Linked DNA regions of Hordeum vulgare: region 2 is linked to region 1. The links are chromatin contacts, called in public Hi-C maps. All regions are on one chromosome and are shown on one strand. The core of a region is the stretch at or near the end of the contact, and the rest is flanking DNA. Distances in the headings are between cores, read along the strand shown. Region 1 holds the start of LOC123439717 (transcription factor bHLH150-like). Region 2 holds the start of LOC123443348.

Evidence for each region. Hi-C and Micro-C count contacts between places; a contact is called where the count stands out from the background.
Region 2: a contact with region 1 is called in a Hi-C map of leaf, with 4 times the contacts expected there. The contact joins the promoter of LOC123443348 here to the promoter of LOC123439717 in region 1. A contact is called at or near these places in 4 of 6 Hi-C or Micro-C datasets (leaf, seedling and an unstated tissue) and 1 of 1 datasets of contacts at active chromatin or transcription factors (embryo).

The regions. Positions count from the first base shown.
Region 1 is chr3H:155,686,825-155,693,773 of MorexV3_pseudomolecules_assembly, reverse strand. LOC123439717 (transcription factor bHLH150-like) reads left to right here and starts at 3,944. Exons shown (of 1, transcript XM_045116404.1): 1 at 3,944-5,503. The coding sequence starts at 4,489. The coding sequence ends at 5,163.
Region 2 is chr3H:156,021,267-156,028,407 of MorexV3_pseudomolecules_assembly, reverse strand. LOC123443348 reads left to right here and starts at 3,158. Exons shown (of 7, transcript XM_045119687.1): 1 at 3,158-3,319; 2 at 5,145-5,253; 3 at 5,403-5,465; 4 at 5,570-5,617; 5 at 5,711-5,773; 6 at 5,928-5,988; 7 at 6,069-6,383. The coding sequence starts at 5,149. The coding sequence ends at 6,109.

The sequences.
Region 1 (6,949 bases), core at 2,695-5,194:
TTTACAACATTTGATACATTTATGTTGTTTCAAAAAATCCAAACACAAAACAACTTTTGAGGATTAGTTCAAATTTCACTTCAAAACAATTTTAAGAAGTTCACAATTTCATATAGTTAACTTCATAATTCAGAGTTCAATTCGGGCGAGAACCACAATTCAGGAGTCCAAACTGGTTATTTTCTATGTTGACTTCTCAAACTAAATCTAACAATTCTGCCATCCCACCTGTTAGAGCATATTTCTCCATATGTGGTTTTGGTAATTGATGGCAATCCCTATGGACTAATGGTTGCCTTGAGTTATATTCGAAGGATTTGTCCGTAGGCACTTCTTGAAGTCCATCGCTTGGTTTCAAGGAGTTCATTTGGTGACCAAGGTGGTATTCAAGTTTGTATCCAAAGACTCGTCATATAGAAGATAAGATACATGGTTGATCAAGACGAAGTCAAAGAGTGAATCAAGTTGATCAACACACAAAGCGTATAAGATTCACCGAGAGGGATCAAGTGATCCCACGGTATGATAAGTATTGTCCATTACGCTTTATGTGCTAACCCATGTTCTACATGAGAGTTCTATGCGGGGTCAGGTATGTCTCCATGGGCTTGCGTCAAAAGGAAGTTCTCATACATCCCATGGAGGATGACATCAAGTGTTGATCGTCATCAAGATTGTGGCGTGCAAGTTCAAGTGGAACATCATGAAAAGATCATGGTTGAAGCTTGTTGTCCATTGTGGTGACAATGGACTTGTCAAGATGTGTGGTAGAGTGGCTCACCCATAGTGGAGTATGGGGGACAAATCGACTAGTCTTCATGGAGGCAAGGCAATCAAGAAAGTTGGTCCATCTTGAGGAGCACAACATCGTCATCATCTAGATCAAGTAGACTATGCGCAAGGCAAAGTTTTGCCCTTGATAGCTTTTCTATTCTACGAGTCTCATAGTGTTAGTTGGGAGACTGGGTTATAGCATAGATTGACGTACTATCAAGGGGGGCTCTCAAGAGACTAGCTTGATCGTATCGTTCGTCGAGAGCTCAAACCATTTGCATCCTTGCATCATCTTTCTTGGTTCTTGTTTGGTGTTTCTATTTTTGAGTTGTAGAGCTTATGGTCATCTTCATGACAAGCTCGAGTTCATCGAAAATGGAGTCCATGTGCATCGTCTATGATGTTTTTGATGTTGGTGTTTTTGTCGGTTCTTCATTCATAGAGGTTTCACATCTCTATATCATTAGCATTATCCATATCATTAATCAATGTTGGCTAGCTATTGTCATCCTGAATCCAACAAGCTTGAGTTTGCTCAATTTGGAACTCATTTGCAGCAGTTATGGCAGTTCTCGTCTTACCTGTTTTCTTGCAAGCGGTTGTACCGCTTGGCCGGTAAGTCTGGTGCAATTACCATCTGAGGGGTGATACCCTGGGGTTGCTGCTCTTAGGTTGTTGCCCAACTGTTGTATTGCTGCCTCCTGGCGGTTGTACCGCCAAAATCTGGTAAACCCTATGAGGCGGCTTCACGCGGTTGTACCGGCCTAGTACTGCCCCACCACCAGACTAGTCTTTGTTTTGGTGCGATACTTGGGTGGTAGTGACCAGGTTGTTGTGGTCAACTCATTTTGAACGACTGTACCAATGTTCAGAGCGGTTGTACCACTCGGTACTTAGCCACCACCCATGCTTGGTCCTGGCGGTTGTACCGGTACTTATAGCGGTTGTACCACCTCTGTGTTATTCTGCACATAACGGGTAGATTCGTGGGGACCTATAAAAGGGGGTCTTCTTCCCCATTGGTCCACAACACTTGAACTCATATTTTCCCCCCATTGTTGACCTTCTTTGAGCTTGCTAACTCTCAACCCCTACAATGATTCTTGCTAGTTCTTGAGGGAAAATGAGAGGCGATCTAGATCCACATTCCACAAATCACTTTCTCCTATTTGTGAGGGGAACCCCTTGGATCTAGATCGTGGAGTTCTCCGTGTTCTTCTTCGTTCTTCCTCTCATTTTCTTCCATAACATTAGTTGTTGTGGTGGCATTTGGGAGAGAAGGACTTGGGCACTCCGTGTGCCCTTGCATTGCATTTGGTGCATAGATTTGAGTTCTCCACGGTGATACGTGGAAGTGAAGTTTGAGAAGCTTATTACTCTTGGGTGTTTGGGCACCCTAGAGCTTGTGCCTCTTGGGTGCTTTGGCGCCCTAGACGGTTGGTGGTGCCTCGGAGCTCAATAATTATGGTGTAAAGCTCTCGGCAAGCGTCGGGGTCTCCAATTAGGTTGTGGAGACTGCCCCGAGCATTTGAGGTCACCTCGGAGCGACAATCCATTGTGGTGAAGCTTCGTGGTGGTGGTGTTGGGAGCCTCTAGATAAGTTGTGGAGATTGCCCCGACCTTATTTGTATGGGTTCGGTGACCACTCTCAAGGATCCCTTAGTGGAATCACGACATCTTGTATTGTGCGAGGGCGTGAGGAGATTACGTCAGTCCTAGTGGCTTCTTGGGGAGCACTGTGCCTCCACACCACTCCAAACGGAGATTAGCATCTGCAAGGGTGTGAACTTCGGGATACATCATCGTCTCCACGTGCCTCGGTTATCTCTTACCCGAGCCCTTTACTTATGCACTTTACTTTATAATAGCCATATTGTTTCACATCATATATCTTGCTATCATTTAGTTGTTTATCTTGCTTAGCATAAGTTGTTGGTGCACTTAGGTGAGCCTAGTTGTTTTAGGTTTTGTGCTTGACCAATTAAAGTTAGTTTTTTTTCTGCATTTGTTGAAACCGAAACTATAATTATTTTAAAGCGCTTATCCCCCCACCTCTACGCGACATCCACGTTCTTTCACCATCCTTTTAAGGGTCTAGTTCATATCTTCAAACCTAACTGAAAACCTATGGATCTCAAATGCAAAATGAGGAATAAAAATAAGCAGAACAAAGAACCACGAGGTCAATTTTGTGACTAAGCTTGGTTTAATGTGACTTAAAGATCCTCAATCAACTAGGCATATTTCGTAAACTTGGAGGCAAATTTCACCTCATTCAAATTAAGTTGATAAAATAGACAAATACATTAGATAGAAACGTGTGAACAAAAATTAACATGCACACAAGTAACTCAACACTCATAGGTTATGTACACACCCACGTAATGAATTGTTCTCTTTCTCCATAATGACTCAACAAATTTTAGGGTTTCATCCCTGCCAGCACCACTGTTCGTCCACCCCACCTAAGATGGCCCTTGGGCCTTGGAGGTACAACGGACTCCCTCCCTTGAGGGAGTGCATCAGTGCTTTAGGTAGTTTCAGTGTTTTTGGCTGGACGACAAGAGAACAAATGTGTCTCAGATTTAGTGTAATGTCGTCCCCGTCCCGTCCCCTCTCCGACGGAAGACGATGAGGCGCGTCTCTGACGGATCCATTTGGATTTGTTTGACCCTTATTTCGTTGATGTCTTTGCAGGAATGACCCTTTTGATCTACACTTTTCATCGTCGGCGATGATTGATATATGCCGGTGTGTTGGTTATTTGTCCTCTTAGCACGAGGACTTTCCGATGGTCTATTATAATAAGGTTCGACCCGCTCCCATAAGGAAGGGGCATGACGACAGCATCTTCGACGTGCTTGAGTGCTTATAATCATGGTTTGGTGCTCCATGGATTTGGCTGTATTTTCTCTAAGGTTGCGTATTACTAAATGATCGAGTATTTTTCGCAACAAGAAAACCCAACACTCACGACATCACTATTATTATGAATCAACTAGTGATTCCGACTTCAACAACGACTCTGACTTGAGTGCTGATAGCTAGCATGGAGATGACACGTGGTTTTAACAAAGTGGTCGAAGATCGATACTCCTTTGTTTTTGTTTATTTGGCACGCTGAATTTACTTAAAGTCAAAACTATAAACTTTGACCAAGTTTATGGTAAAAAATAATAATATATACACCACGAAATCAAAAAGGGCGCATCTTTCGGATAAAAAGGCCCTTTTTCAGGTAAAATCAAAAGGGCTTAATATGAACCACAACGTTGGGAAACACTAATACTAGCACGGCAAAAAAGTGAAAATAAGAAAGCGCGCACTCATCAATAGCGACCGTAGCGAGCGAGCGAGCGAGCAGCGCGGAGGCCACGCTACAGCGCCAAATTCCACACCAAACAAAGGCGCGGCGACGAAGGAAGGAAGGAGCGAGCAGGCAACACCCGCACTAGGACTACTCCAATGTCTAATCCAGTCGCTAATCACCACCACCACCACCACCGCACCAGCAAATAAGTACGCCCACCCCCGCGACGGAAAGCTAATCTCTCCTCTCCTCTCCTCTCCTCCACCTTCTCTTTCTTCTTCATACTCCCACCATCTCCACCACCACCACCACCACCATCTTCTCCTTTCTCCCACCCACCTCTCTCCGCTGAGTCACCTCCGCACGCCACCCGCCGATTGATTTCTCCATCCAGGTGCGCGGCCATGATCTCTATAGGCGGGTCGTCGTCTTCCTCGTCGTCGTCGGCCGCGGCGGGTGTCCGGATGGGCGGGGCCAAGCGGCGGGGGAAACCGGGCGGGGCCGCGCCGGGGGCCGCCGGACCGCCGCAGACCAAGTGGCGCAGCGGCACGCAGGAGAGGATCTACGGCCGGCGCCTGCTGGACGCGCTGCGGGCCACGCGGTCCGGCGCCGCGTCCTCCGCGCACCACACGCAGCCGCGCGCCGTCAAGGCGGCCGCCGATTCCGCGCTGGCGCTCACGGCGCGCGGACAGTCGCGCTGGAGCCGCGCCATCCTGCTGGCCGGCGCCGCGTCCTGCCGCCGCCGCGTGCTCGTCAAGGCCGGCGGGAAGATCCGACGCCACCGCCGCCCGCAGGCGCGCGCCGCGGCCGCTGCGTCCAAGGCCGCGGCCGCCGGCGAGCCACCGGTGCTCAAGGAGAAGAAGGTGAAGGACCGGCTCCGCGTGCTGGGCCGGCTCGTCCCGGGCTGCCGGAAGCTGCAGGCCCCCGACCTGCTCGAGGAGACGGCCGACTACGTGGCCGCGCTGGAGATGCAGGTCAAGGCCATGCGCGCGCTCGCCGACGCGCTCGCTGCGGCGCAGCTATCCTCGCCTCCCCCGCCGTCCGCCACCGGCGAGGACGAGGCCGAGATGGAGAGGTGAGGGTCTGACTCATCGCCTCGCCTCGCCTCCGAGGGGGAGGAGATTGATGATGACATGATGGCGTTGGGCTCGGGAAAATAAGGGCGATTAATTGCTGGATGGACGGATGGATTGTTACCGCGAGAGGGGGTTCTGCGATTCCAGGAGGATATTGTGATTCCGATGATGATGATTGCTGCTGCTGCTGATTTGTAAATTCTTGATGCTACGACTTGTATAAGTAATGCTGCTCTCTTCTTGTCTTGTGTTCTTGAAATGTTCTTCCTCCTTGTGAAACAAGACGGGGGATTCCTGTGCCTGTCTCCTGCGGATTGGATTGGATTGGATTGGATTATGATTTGGTCTGGCTGTGTCACGGTGAGTTGGGAGTTTTGTTTCTTGTACTCTATAAGTGCAGTGCTAGCCGTTTGGGTTCATGGCTTCCTCGAGCAGCCTTCCATAGGATTCCAACCATCTCTTGCGAGACGAATTCTCGCTCTCCATACGGCAAACCCCGTCCTACTTGAGCTCACACTTAACAGAAATCCGAATTCGATCGAAATCAGGGATAGAGATCGATGTCGTCAACCGTAGTGCGAGCTTAAACCGATGAAGCTAACAAAGATCAGACAAGGCGTGAGCAGAAAGATTCCGCTGGTTGGTTCTTTCTGCTGTGGGCGCAGTCCCCGGCCTGACGCCGGTTTCTCTGATCCGGATGGGCGAGTATTATTTGCTGCCGCAAATGTGTTACTGCTGCGCAGTAGTGCTGCAGCACTGGCCTTCTGCGGGAAATTTTCTGACCTGCATTTATGCACGTGAAAATGTTCCCCTGCAGAGGGCTCGACGGGGACAGCCATCTGAGTCGTCGTCATCCTCTCGGTTTTCCTTCTTTCAGTGGAGGCTGATGAGTGTTTTTGACATGTGGAGGATGAAAATTTTGGCTGGCCGTTTCACAGAAATGTTTTAGGAAATTCAGAAACTTTGCCTAAGCTGAAACTCAGTGAGTCGCTTATCACTTGTTTGCAACAGATATTTCAGTCATATAAACACGGCCTTTCCAATTTGTTTCTTATGGCCTTTTCCTTTCGTGTGTCGAATCTTAAAATCCTCCTCAAGACATCTCCACAAAAAATAGAAACAATCACCGCGAGGAATGACTCCCGTGCTGCCTCAGAAGAACTGGATGTTACATTTACAGATTGCAGGTGGAGAGGCAAGGGAAAGTATCCACCCATCTTCATGGTGCTACCGGTGCACTCGACGACAAAATACAATGTAAAGATATTTAACAAAATCTGAAAATAAATTAGCACATAGTCACGACATGAAAATATGATGTCACAGCTAAAGAAATATGTATATCATAAAAATTCAAATCAAAATTTGAAACATGCCACCAGAAAAAATGACTAAATTGCTGTCAATAGTGATAATGGGCCAACCTTAAAGGCCAGATTATTTTGTCAGTTTTTTCTTCTCAACTTTCGTTATGAAATTTGCTCCAAATTTTTGTGACATGTTAGAAGTTGGTGTTACCCATGTCATATATTTTTTAATTTTTTTAAAAGCATCAGTGGGTGTTGGATGCACCGGTAGCATCGTATAAATAGGTACTAGCAAAATGGCCCGTGCGTTGTCACGAAAGAAAAAAAACATAATCTTCAATGATGGTAACCACATTATGTTCACATATCATCGTTTGATTTTAAAATTTTGTGCACAAATGCAAGAAAATGTTTCTTCTTCTAAATTTATTCACAAGTTGAATCAATCTTTACATTTCCAAAAAATATATATCATGGTAGTC
Region 2 (7,141 bases), core at 1,909-4,408, 340 kb before region 1:
CCCAAGAGCAGCCTGGTGGCCGTGAGTGCTTGCTGGAGAAGATCGACTAGCTAGCAACACCCGAACACATGTAACGGACCTCTTCAACTAACGGTGATAAAACCTAGGGGCTATATGTTAATATGTATCACCTGGGTAAGCGGAGTTAGGATTTCTATATTACTTGGACAGGCAATCTTTGGTGAACTCTCACAATATGTGAAATCTATAGGCAACAAAAAGAGAGAACTAGCAAGCTGGTGGTTTCACTATTTTATCAAGATTTGTTGTGCTAATTTAAGTAGTTCTAAGCTATGATCTAACCTGACCATTAGTATATTATTTATTGATACAGTCCATCTTTTGCTTTTCCATTTTTAGTGAATGGAGTGGATTCTGAAATTGCATATTTCAATTAGTTTTTGGTCGTTCACCTTGAGTAGTAATTCTGTTTATTGTCCCAGTTGTTATTTCATATAGGGTACCTTGCTATGTTGTATATATAAGATACTTCATATGGGAGATCAAGCTTGTAAAAGGAAAAAATCTTGACTTGGCAAGGATAATGTTAATCATGATATATAATTTCCCTGCTTCAAAATGCTCCTTGAGGTGTAGTTAACAGTCCTCTGAATATTGATTGTTTTTCTTTACATAATTTGACCATTTGTTCATGCTTTCCTTCATGATGGATCGACCTTAAAGTGATAAGACTAGTCTTTTCGAGAGCTAACACTTGGTATGTGGTGCTCAATCCTGCTATTTTTTAGTCCTTCAGTTTTATGAGTTTTCACATTAGACATTTTATTTATTTCAGTTGGTTTCTAACTAGAGATTCACATAAATAACTTTGTTCTGGTTTCATAAAAGAAATCTGGCACACACACCTAGAAGATTACTGATTATATGCTGCCAGGCATTTTATTATGTTCATCTTTCTTGAAACCATTTTCAATTGTAGGTTATTGACTATATATAGTTTAGGCAAGAGAATAAGCAGGAGTGTGTTTAGGTGAGGCCCAAATACAACATCTCACTTCTTGTTTTGGAAATCATCTATAATTAACTCCAAGAGGTCACTAGCTGAAGGAATGGTGCATTGTGATGCTTTTGTCGTGTCACTAAGCTTGATAACATCTCACAAACTGTAGAAGTAATGTACTGATTTATTATGTAGGTTGTGTTTGGCAATGGAATAGAAATTTTGCTGCTGAGGTATGAAGGTAAGGACAAAAATATTGCTTGTTTTTCGTTTGCCTGGTTGTGGTCATAGTTGATTTTAAGCCCTATATGATTTTTTGTGGTTGTGAAATGTATTCACCTGCATCTAGAAATAAAATTTTACTCTTGTTTCATCCTTTCAGTGTGTGCAGGGTGTGCTAAAGTTCCTGATACCTGAAATTCTTTATCACATCATGCAACAATATAAAAACTAGAAAAGTTCAGATATTATCCATCATTTTTTGGTAAAGCCATTACACATCGCCTCCGAGGAATAGCCTTTGAGATATTCCTGGAAGGAGAAAACAATCGAAGGAGAAAACAAAACGAAGTGGGTCAACTATTTTCTCCTTCTCTTTGTTCTGCATCACTATGTTCTTATCTATGAAGCCTTCGACGAATTCACCTTCGACACCCTATATCTTTACAACAAAGGAAACTAGGCCCATGAATTTCTGTTAACGACATTTAACTCTATAGGTGACCTGCTTGCATAGATTATTACAACATAACATCTTCTTAACTTGCCTTTAGTAACAAACATCATAGTGCCAAAAATAGTTTTAGGATGATACTAATAAAACTATTGGGCCATTAATTTTTTTAATGTAATTTTGTTTTATTGCATAGTGCAGGTGGAAACAAATTAATTCACCACATGAAGAGCCCATCGGGAACAATTGTTTTGGACTTCTGTGGTACTCTCAAGTAATGGATCTTTTATGGCCTTGCTAATATATATAAGCCAGAACCATATTTTGTATAATTCTCAACATCCTTGGAGTGAAGCACAATAATTCCATAATGAAGTTTATATCATATTCCATTTGTTTGTTTCATAAATGAGTTCTTCTTTTATTTGCTTCTTTGATCAGTTTGGAACTAGCACTACTCAGAGTAACTGAAAATTGATAGTGGCCTATACAAAAATGAACGGAGTGCAAGGTCTATGATTGGAGTGTGTAAAACGGGCTTATTTTATTTGACTCTTGTCATATAAAAGTGTACTTTTTTATTTTTCTAGATGCCCTTATGAATCAGGAACAAATATAGTTTAAGTATTTTGAAGTGATATGTGCTATTATTGTTTCGTTTTCTTCAGTTGTTTACCACATGATTTTCTTTCAGGATGGGATAATGAAATGGTAAGAATCAGTTTCTCTTATAGGTATGAATACCAATGCCACCAAGTGCAGACATATTGATGATTTGTCAAAAGATAGCAAACATTATATCGTGTCTAGATATGATTGAAAAACATGCTATGTAGTGCTATTACACCAGCCGAAGTATGAATTATAGTCCCTCCTTAATTCGGACATTGACGAACTAGCTTTTGCAATTCACTCTAATCATTCAATATGTTGAAAACAAGATTGAATGTTAAATAACCATAGGAGCAACACTCGGCCGACAAGGAAACAATGAGCATGTGTATCATCAAATTTTGTCGGTTCTTCATTTTACTCCTTAACCAACTACTACCTACTTTCTAACATTGTAGCATGCAGTAAATTGACTTCCTAGAAATACATGGAAGGGAAATATATTTGATTTTTTTGAACAGATTGCAAGAAATAAATGTACGGCACCTACAACCTGTTCTCAAAACATATATTTATGAAATCATATTTTATTTCTTTTTAGCAATTACTCATGTCTAAGTTTATAGTTTCGTGGCAACGCACGGTCATTCAACTAGTATAGATATAGATGAAGAAAAATATAAGAAGGCCAAAAAATTATGAAGCAGTTTTTACATCAGCGTCCGCGGTGCCAAAAATCTTGCATCTCCTGCCCTAAAATCCACAGGAAGGAAAAATGTCGTTTTCTCCGGTGACCGGCCGAGTAGTAGCAACTTGCACGGCCGGCCCGGCACTCTACGATGGCAACGGCCGAAATCCAGGTCGACCGGGTCCCACACCGGAGCTACGTGTAGTCTATTTCTTGCGTGCATCTCAGAATTCGAGACCGATCCGATCGCAGCAGCAGCAGCGGCCAACAAACATCCCTCCACTCATTGATAAGCAGTCGCTGCCGCTCGTCGTCCCTCGGTTCCCCATTTCTCCACCTCCGAGCCGACGCCTCCCTCGCCGCCGGCGTCTCCGTAACCGTGACTGTAAGCGATCTCCAACTCCTCTCCTGCTCATAGTCCGAGCAACTTGCTTACTTACTTAGCTTGCCGGCTGCCGTCGGGACTGGGTTGCTGTCTCCGTAGATTGGTAGATCCCGCCGTCAGCTAGATCCGGCTGGTCTCTCGGCGTTGCCTCGTCTCAACTTGTGACGAGTGCGTTATCGGGTACTCTAGTTTTGACTAGCCAGCGTTCTTGGGCCGCTTTGTTTCTCGATCCGGGATGTGCTGGAGAAAATTAGGAAGAGAATTACCCGGCCACTGCCACTGATCGTCAAAGGAAGCGAGAGATCCGCACATGCTTCATGCTCGGAACCGGGCATAGCTGGAGTATGTTTAAGATGGATATAATTCAACAACCAGCTGGTGCAGTCAGCTGAGCTAACAAGCAAGCGAAGTGGCAGAGACCATCATGGCGTGTGTCAGCAGAGAACGAACAGGGGATCCGAACAAGGGATCAGAAGATTCAGTTAGATTCTCTGTCACCGAGGACTGTCGTGCTTTATGAGAGCATTTCGTGTTGCCATACGGTCAAACAGATTGCAGGAATCTGCTGGAAGTCCATCTAGTACTAGGATACTGTCAATTTACCTGGCATTCAGGGACATACTACTAGTTTTCAGATTTGTACACCAAGCAAAGAAACCACACCAGTAGTAGCCACTAATCAGTATTCCGATTTCGCCTTGTTATACTTATAGGGCTCTGGATGAGGATGCCCGGGTATATGTAGGTAGACTTGTTCTGTGGACCACTATGGATGCCCGGGTATCAAGCTTCTGCTTCATTTCTGTATCTAGAACCACGGGAGGAGGTGTTACCATTTAGAAGGGCCCCTGAGGCATTAGCTTGTTTTTGCCAATTGTGTACACAAACGATTAAACCTAATTAATGGGCTAAAAAAGAACAACCAGTGTGGATCCTCTGGCAAGTTAATGGTAAAACAGATACTCAAGGTTTCTGCTTGTCATGACAGGCTAACATTGAGTTTCCATGTACTTGATTTTTTGTCGATCCAATGGGCTGTCGAATGAGTCGATGTGCTGGCCAATGGGTTGCATCTGACCTTCATTTCAAAGCATATATGAACAATGCTAGTGAATTTATTGATAAAAAACAGTTTGATCTGTTTAAGTTCCATATATCCAGTCTCGTATTCATGTTTATTTGTTCTATCGACCAAGAGATAATTTCTTCCTTACTTCCCAGTTATTATTTCTGGATGGGCTCATCCACAGGCCATGATTTTTAGTATATTCATTTTAGCATACCTGACACCATGAGGATGTGAAGCATATTTTCTTTTTTGAATGCCAGATAGGAAGTGTAGTAATACAACTAACAAGAGAAAAGTAATGTGTTGATTTCTGTAACTGAAGCACATTCTTCGATTTCAAGTGAATTGTTCAGATGTGCCAAAATAAATTGCTCACTATATGGGTATATGGGGTACTCATCAGCTGAAAATAGTAGAGCAATTAATATTTAGGTACACTTAGCACACATCCACTACAATGTTAAAGGCTAAGAACTAACCCAGAAGCTAGCAGTAGAAAACTAGCTAAGGTTCCTTGATTATATCTTTAAACCCAAAAGAATAGTATAACCCATTCAAAATACACTAGTTATTAAAAATGTTGCCGTTTTGTTCTAAAGTCAAACTGCAAATAGTGAACAACACTGGACAATAGTTGGTTCTGATTTCCGTTTATCTCAAACTCTATTGCTCAAACATGGCATGCCTTAAAAACAACTTTTCACTTTAGTGCTTTATAATGTGATAAATACTAACATCTGTATGTTTTGTTTTCAGCACCATGTCGGGGATGAAGGACGCCAATGCTGCTGGGCATGATAACGTTGGAAATTCTGAACCTATGGACCAAAGTGGAGATAATGCCATGCCCTCGGCTCAGCAACAGGTTATTTTCGGGACTACGTCTGAAAATTATATGGTCATTTAAATGTCAGTCTTGTTGTCTGGTTAATTGAGCAACAAAGAAGGTTGGTCTCTATAGCTGGCATGATCAAGTACTTGTGGTTAACATCAAGCGCAATCTGCTATGCGCAGGAACAAGTAATCAAAAAGAAGTTTGGAGGACTAATTCCTAAAAAGCCACCGCTCATCTCAAAGGTATTTGAATTCGAATATCTCATCCCAAAAGTGAACAGTCCATATCAGGTATCTGCATAAACAACACCAGTTCTCAGAGTTTAAATTGCTCTTTGTAATTGTAGGACCATGAGCGGGCCTATTTTGATTCTGCTGATTGGGCTCTCGGAAAGGTATTAAATTATCCTTCTGTAGCTTCAGTTTGATTTTCGTTTGTTCAGTGCTTGAGTCCCAACGAACTGTTTTTGGGATATTTTGCTTTGCAGTCTGGACAGCAAGGTGTTGCAAAACCCAAAGGACCGCTCGAGGCACTCAGGCCAAAGTTGCAGGTACTAGTTATCATAAACTGGGAGCAGCCAAACTTGTGTTTTTGTCAAGTTCAGCTTTGATTTTGCCTGAAAAAGTTCAGTTCTTCTGAGCTCTGAACTCCTGCAAAATAAATGTGTGGCATAAACTCATTCCTGTACACTGCTCTTATTTCAGCCCACGCGACAACAGCAACAACGTTCAAGGAGCTCCATCTACAGCTCATCAGAAAACGAGGGTATGTTATTGATGGTTTTGCATGAATCCTTAGATACGCCGAATGGCCTCTCTAAACGAATTAGATGCACGAAAACGCAGATGGAGATGGCGCTGGGTCGGAGGACATGAATATCAACTGATCAAGAGCGTGGAACCTCCTGTTCTGGTCGCGAAGGAAGGGGCCTCGTCGTCTGAAGAAGCAGCTTGCTTTCGTTGTCTGTGGACCGCCGGGAAGGGATGTATGCTTGTGTCTGTTGCGTTGCGTCCATAGATAAGAAGAAAAGAGACGTTGTAATTTCAAAGGACTGCGGGTTTGTAATTCATCGAATAGCCACCTTGCTATGTGCCCAAATGTTACTAGTACTATAGACTGGACCATTGTCCAATTTGTGAATGGATATCTCTGTTTTCGAACATCCAGTGATCAGTTTATGAAGTACTTCCTCCGTCTCAGTTTACAAGTCCGACACATGTATCTAGGTCGTCAATTTAACCAACTTAATAAGAGACATATATAACACAAAATATATCACTAGAAAATTTTGATGTTCTATTTTCTAATGATATAATTTTTATGTTGAACAATATATATTTATATAAGTCAAATTGACGATCTAGATACATGTGCATGCCTTCTAAACTGTGACGGAGGTAGTACTTACCGTTCGGACTTGCTGAGTTGCGTTGCACCACATTCAGTGTTCAGGCTTCTGAATGTGCGTAGCATGCATTTTTTTTATATATGTTAGAGTTGTGTCGAATATTGTGTATACGGTAGGTTACAGTTGGACTCTGAGTAGTATTGTGTTTAGACAGGATATGGGGTCGTGTCCTAATAGGAAACTTGTATCCTAGGCCTCTCATATATAGCGGGGCTAGACACACGATGTAACCTATGCCAACATAATAGCACAGGTACCCGGGGGAGTCGGCGGCGTGTGCCGGTGCCCGGACGGCCGGGGTGCGATATTGTGACAGTGTCACGGGGAGGAGCGCCCGTAGTCAGGCCCCGGGGATGTAGCCATATCGATGAACCTCGTTAACAAATCTCGGTGTCGTGCTCGTGTGATTGCTTGGTCCTGGTAGATCGACGGATTGTCTCAAATTATTCTAACAAGTGGTATTAAAGCTAGGTTGTTCAGAGGCAACAGATTGTGTTGATCTAGAGGAGG